Regions from separate parts of the Zea mays genome. Here region 2 is linked to region 1. A link is a contact called in public Hi-C data. All regions are on one chromosome and are shown on one strand. The core of a region is the stretch at or near the end of the contact, and the rest is flanking DNA. Distances in the headings are between cores, read along the strand shown. Region 1 has its middle 47 kb from the start of LOC732739. Region 2 holds the start of LOC100382925.

Region 1 (3,040 bases), core at 346-2,845:
GGGCCACATGCCTCCCTCCACATTGAGCCTTGGCCAAGCCCAACTTGAGATTCCTCCTTTCATTTTTCGTTTTTTGAATTACACCTACGTAAAAATGTCGTAACTTAATATCTCATCCATTTAATATTTAGTTCTATTGAACCTTTTTTTTATAAATCAATGCTTATCCATCCGTATCGGTTTCATATTTTAAAGTATTATGTTTTTAAAATTTAAATGTATTTATGCCTCTTATAGAATACTTCACATTTGAACAACATGCATTGCCAAAAATACATTTACATAAAAAAACTATATATGTGCGCACATGAGTGCTTTACAAGATCATATGGAAGTTTGGAAGCACTAATTCAAGGTTTGTATACTTTGGAATCTAGCTTTTAGTCACTCAATATTTCTAGAAATTGAATAATGTACAAATATGTTTAGAAAAAATTTAAACTTAATAAGAGACCAAATCACATTACTATAACATCTTTTCAAAAGTTGCATCATTAAAGTAAAAATAAATAAGTAATAGTTTTGTTCATTTCCTATTCTATTGAAAACACGACTTCCTATTGTTCCCTACTCACAGTCAAATTTCAAACACATTAATAGATAGCTAGCATTACCTTTTTGGTTGAAAATTTAATCTAGTCTTTATTCCAATGTTTTTTCATCTGAATAATTAATTATATTTTTTCAACAATATGGGCTTTCTAGAAACAGAATATATATGTTGATTTATTGGAGTGACTTATAATCTGAACTATATGTGATTTAAAAATATTAATTTACATGCAAGTATGCATATGAATATGTACATACATTTAAATACCATGTTTGAGTTTATAAGGTAAAATTCAAATATGTACATACTTTAAAAATCCATAACCCTTAGTTACTTATTAGTTCCTTAAGTTTCATAATGCAGAAATCTTGTTTGAAAACTATGTTTTTTTTGTGGGGGTGATACATTCTCATAATATGCCCATAAAAAGTTTCACCACAAAATTAAATTGAAGCGTCCATATGGTTCATGTAGCCTTAGTTTCGAAGCACTTGTTCATTAGAAATCTTTAGGTCCGATCGATCAACACAATGACGTCTACCATTCACATAATTGAGTGAGCGAGTATCCTAGAAAAGGCGCGTGCAGTAGTGGTCCATGTGTAACATCCTGTGTTTTCCATCATTATAAAATTCACTAAAAATCTGTTTTTCTTAAAGAAAATACAACAAACTACAACTTTAATCGTTCATTTTCCGCGAAACCAGTTTGAAACTATTTTTTTTCAAAAACCTTGCATTCAAATTCACCATATGCATATTTGAGCTTTGTGTGCCTTCTAGAGTTTAATTGCGGCACTAGAAAATCCTTTTATCTTAAAATCCATCCATGATTTCAATTCAGATTCCCATTCAAACCCTTTTCTTGACTTTATTTTCTAGGAATTTTAAAACCTCTCCCGAAGGGAAAATTCTCTCTCGGGCTTAGAATCTCTTCTTTTCAAACCCATCTATTTTCTGTCTCCCTTTCCTATGGGCTTTTGGCTCAGCGCTGTTCCCGGCCCAACAAAGCCACCACGGGAGGATACCCGAGTACTGAGTACCCGGTACAGCATCCACGCGTGCGCCGTACCGCGCGCTCGTGCGTTGTCAACTCATCTTCCTCGATCGTGTTGCCTCTCGGATGTTGTCTTCCTCCCGCGATGTCTGCCGGCAGCACAGCGACAAGTTGAGATATCTTCCACCGCTCCACCAGCTTACTACAACAGCGCACGACTATAAAACTAGGTTGTTTCCTCGTCTGTTCTACACAAGGGGGGCTCCGGCCACCTAAATCTATGGAACTCCATTGGGGATAGAGGTTGAGGCAGAGGAGGAAGAAGAAGAGAGGGAGAAATAAATCCCTTGCTAGCTTGTAATGTCTTCGTCACTTATCAATAGAAAATCAGCAACCCATTTAGCTAATTTCTAGATCCACCACTGCATAGCACAAAGCGAGTGTGCCAGCCTGGTTTTCCCAGCATCGCTCCATGTTTGATGTCTCGGAAGCCCACGCCGCCATGCCGTTTTGGCAAGGTCAGCTCCTGCCATCTCCTCCAATGGATGGATTTCCCGTCGGCTGATCCAACCCATCCATAGTTAGAGATAGCCAAAGCATTTTTCTTTCTAGTTTTAGCCGAGTAGGGATGGCAACCGGTAAAAACCAGCTAGATTTTGCCATCCCAAATCCATATCCGTGAAAAATATCTATACCCACAAAAAAACCTGTCCCATCACGGGTTTAAAATTTTGTCCAAACCCGTACCCATCGGGTTAGAGGGTACCCACGGGTTTTATCTCCAATATGCCAGTTGTTCTCATAATCAACAAGTATTGTAATGATTAATAGGATCATGCTTCAAAATTTATGTGATGAACAGCGAGTTTATGATTTGGTATAAAAATTATTAGTAGATAAAATGAAATACATATAATAAGTTATATAATCAAGAGACCTTGCACTAAGTTATGCATCCACCACATATATAACACTAGTAAAAACTATAATAACAAGTAAGAAACACTCTCACCAACTACTTATACATTCACCATTTGATAAAAATTAGGAAATAAATGGGGAGATAACAAGTTTATTGTTTGTTTATAAAATAAAATGACAATATCCACTAGGTTTGGTCAGGTTTAAAAAACCCACGAGTTTACAGGTTTTGGTACTATAGGAACAAATCCATACCCATAAACCCGTCGGGTATAGATTTATGCCCGTTAACAACCCATGGGTATGAAAATTGACCCAAATCCGTACCCAAATGGGGTAAAACCTCGTTGGGTTTCGGATACCCATTGACAACCCTAGCCGAGAGAATAAAGCATGTCTAGTAGTTCTCTTAAAAGCTCCCTAAACTTAGATTTACCAAGTTATTAAATGCATATCGGGAAAAAGATAATCTTGGCCTTCAATGGTTGTCAATTCTTAGGTTACAAAGTATTTTAAAATTATGGTAACTCGATGGTAAATTTATCATTTCTGCAGCTTAAACCATTTAAA
Region 2 (2,700 bases), core at 94-2,593, 360 kb after region 1:
CATGCAGTTTGTTTTGCCTGTAGCAGCAGTAGGCCTGAATGATAATAATAATTAGCTTGATCACAAAATTGATTATAAATAACAAAATAATGTCCAAGGTCAGATTTGGAAAAAAGAAAGTAAGCACATGGTCCTACAACACTACATTATAATTCAAACTTCTACTTACACCAAACAAACACTACAGAAGTAATTAACTTCAACGAAAAGCAAGGAACAGCACCGAATAGAGAATGAGCCTAATCATACGTCAACTTCAGCATACAAAATTACTGTTCAAAATGCAACAGAATCAGACTAAAGAATTCACACAGGTATTATAGACCATAAATTTAACGTGTGGAGGTATGGAATTAAAAGGGTTGGCCTTGTCAAGGTGTGTTTAGCTACATGGATAGATCTGATACGAACAATAGTTAAACTAGGGAATGTTAGGACCGCTAAATAAATACTAAACATAAATTATCTCTTGTGTTCAGCCAGAAGCGATCGAATTACTTCATATTTAAGTCAACAAAGTGTTGCAGCATGACATAAAAGCTTATTCTCGTTCAGCAGTTTTACCAGTGTGTCACAGAGAACTGCGTGCATGACTTTCCACTCCCTACCGCTCGATGCCATTCTCCTAACATATGAATATAAGTCGTAGCAGAGCACAGAACCACAGCATGCAATGCAACGGTTCCGCTGAGTCGCATGACCGCGATAGCAAATTTCACTACAGAATCACCAGCATCAGCACTAAACTACATTGGAGAAGATCATCAAGTGAAAAAATCTATTTCAATCACACAAGACAACTGATTTACTTTATCATATGACATAAACACGTACAGATCTAATCACTCCCGCATCCTAACCACAGCCAGTCCCTAGTGAGGTACGCAAGGATGACAACAAGGGAATAGAAAGACACATCAGGCAAGCGAGGGCAAGAGAGGACAAATCGCGTCACCCTGTAGTAGCTGAGATCGATCGGGAGGCGCTCGGCGGCGCGGATCGCGGCGAGCGCCTTGTCGATCTCGTCGGCCTTGATGTATGCCACCACCTTGCATCGCACCGCGTCCTCATCTCCCGGCGCTGCCTTGAGAACTGCGGAACCAGTGGGAATCAGATTGGAACGGGGGTTAGGGCACGAGACTCGGACCGCGCTGGGGGGGAGGAGATGGAGTGCTTGACCTTGGTCGGCGACCTTGGCGGCCTGTTTGAAAGCACCTGCCTCGATGTGGCGGTGGAGCGAGGCGAAGAGGTCCTCGACGGCCACCGGCTCCGCGGCGGCGGACGCCTTCGATTTCGGCGGCATCACGAGACGCAGGCGTGGGACTTGGGTCAGCAGGGAGAGAGAAGAGAGTACCAGAGCAGCACCCAGCACGCGCTGCAAGAAAATAGGTTCGCCTTGTTGCCAACCCAATCAACGTTTTTCACAGCACAAGGCTCGACTACGAGGGATTTGCAGGGGTAGACCAGGCCTGGCCTCGGTGTCCTGCGCGATTGAACAATGCTTAGCCCATAAAGGCCCATGTGAATTCCTGGGTGGACAAATCAGCAGCCTGCTACGTGGGCCTACGTATTGAACCTCTCACCAAAAATAAAACGAAAAAAAAAACGATGACGACGACTATTGGAAAAAAGTTCGAGCTGGCTCGAGCTTGGAGCGGAAAAAGTTTAAGGTGGCTTGAGCTCGCGAGCCGAGCCGAACCGAGTCGAGCCGAGCCAGGTTTTCGAGCTCGTTGAGTCAACGAGTCGAGCCGCTCCGGCTCACGAGCTGCACAAAAATAATCAACCTACATAATAATAATAATGGATATTGGATAATTTTATAAATATATGACTCATTTCTTACTCTTTAATGATGAATATATGACAATTATAATTTAGATTACTTGTAATGTCGTGTTATGGTTATTTGCTTCGTATTTATAGACTATTAATCCACTATATAATGCAATATTAGTTTTCAAGGTGCAACTCGTGAGCCGGCATCGAGCCGAGTCGAGCCTCCTTTTACAGCTCGTTAAGTAAGCGAGCCGAGCTCCAACCCTAACTACGAGACGGTCACAGTTGAGGCGTGGCGAACCGGTAGCTCGTTTGGGGGAGCTTCTCATTGTCATCATAACAGTACCAAGGTTTCTACCAAAAATCCGTTTTCAACCCACGGTGGCATCGGTTCCTGGCGACATTTTATGAATTTTTCGGTTTTGAATCTCAAATAATATAAAAATATTCAAGAAGATTCAATAAAAACTAGAGGGTCCCAGGAGTTCCAAAAGTATATTTATTGTTGAAAATTTCATCTTTTGGTGTGTAAAAAATTGAAAATGTTTAGACCCGTTAAAAATTATTTTCCTTTGGATTCCTGTGAACTCGTCCACTCCATTTAGGACCGGAAAATTAGCTCGAGGCTCGCAAACCGGCTCGAGCTCGCGAGCGGCTCGCGAGCCTCGAACGAGCCGAGTCGAGCCCCTTCTTCGAGCTCGTTTTTGCAGCGAGCCGGCTCGTTCTAGCTCGCGAGCCTTGCAAAAATGATCGATTTATGGAATAATAATGAATATTAGATAGTTTTATGGATAATATCTCATTTTTTAGTCTTTGATGATGAATATATTACAAGTTATAATTTAATTTACTCATAATGTAGAATGATGATTCTATATTTCAAATTTATATATCGTTAATTCACCAAATAATGCAACGATAAGT

The links. Hi-C and Micro-C count contacts between places; a contact is called where the count stands out from the background.
Region 2: a Hi-C map of ear shows a contact between it and region 1, with 2.8 times the contacts expected there. The contact joins the promoter of LOC100382925 here to the enhancer-like site in region 1. A contact is called at or near these places in 2 of 25 Hi-C or Micro-C datasets (ear and leaf).

Annotation. Positions count from the first base shown.
Region 1 is chr3:173,888,851-173,891,890 of Zm-B73-REFERENCE-NAM-5.0, forward strand. No RefSeq gene overlaps it. Among protein-coding and RNA genes, the nearest start is that of LOC732739, 47 kb to the left of the region's middle. Within about 2 kb of position 1,596, at least 14 of the 20 cell types and tissues checked have an H3K27ac peak or open chromatin away from gene starts, as enhancers often do. A contact at or near this core is called in ear and leaf, where this site is marked.
Region 2 is chr3:174,251,120-174,253,819 of Zm-B73-REFERENCE-NAM-5.0, forward strand. It overlaps LOC100382925, which reads right to left and starts at 1,344. Exons shown (of 6, transcript NM_001175612.2): 1 at 1,180-1,344; 2 at 956-1,092; 3 at 1-34. The coding sequence starts at 1,303.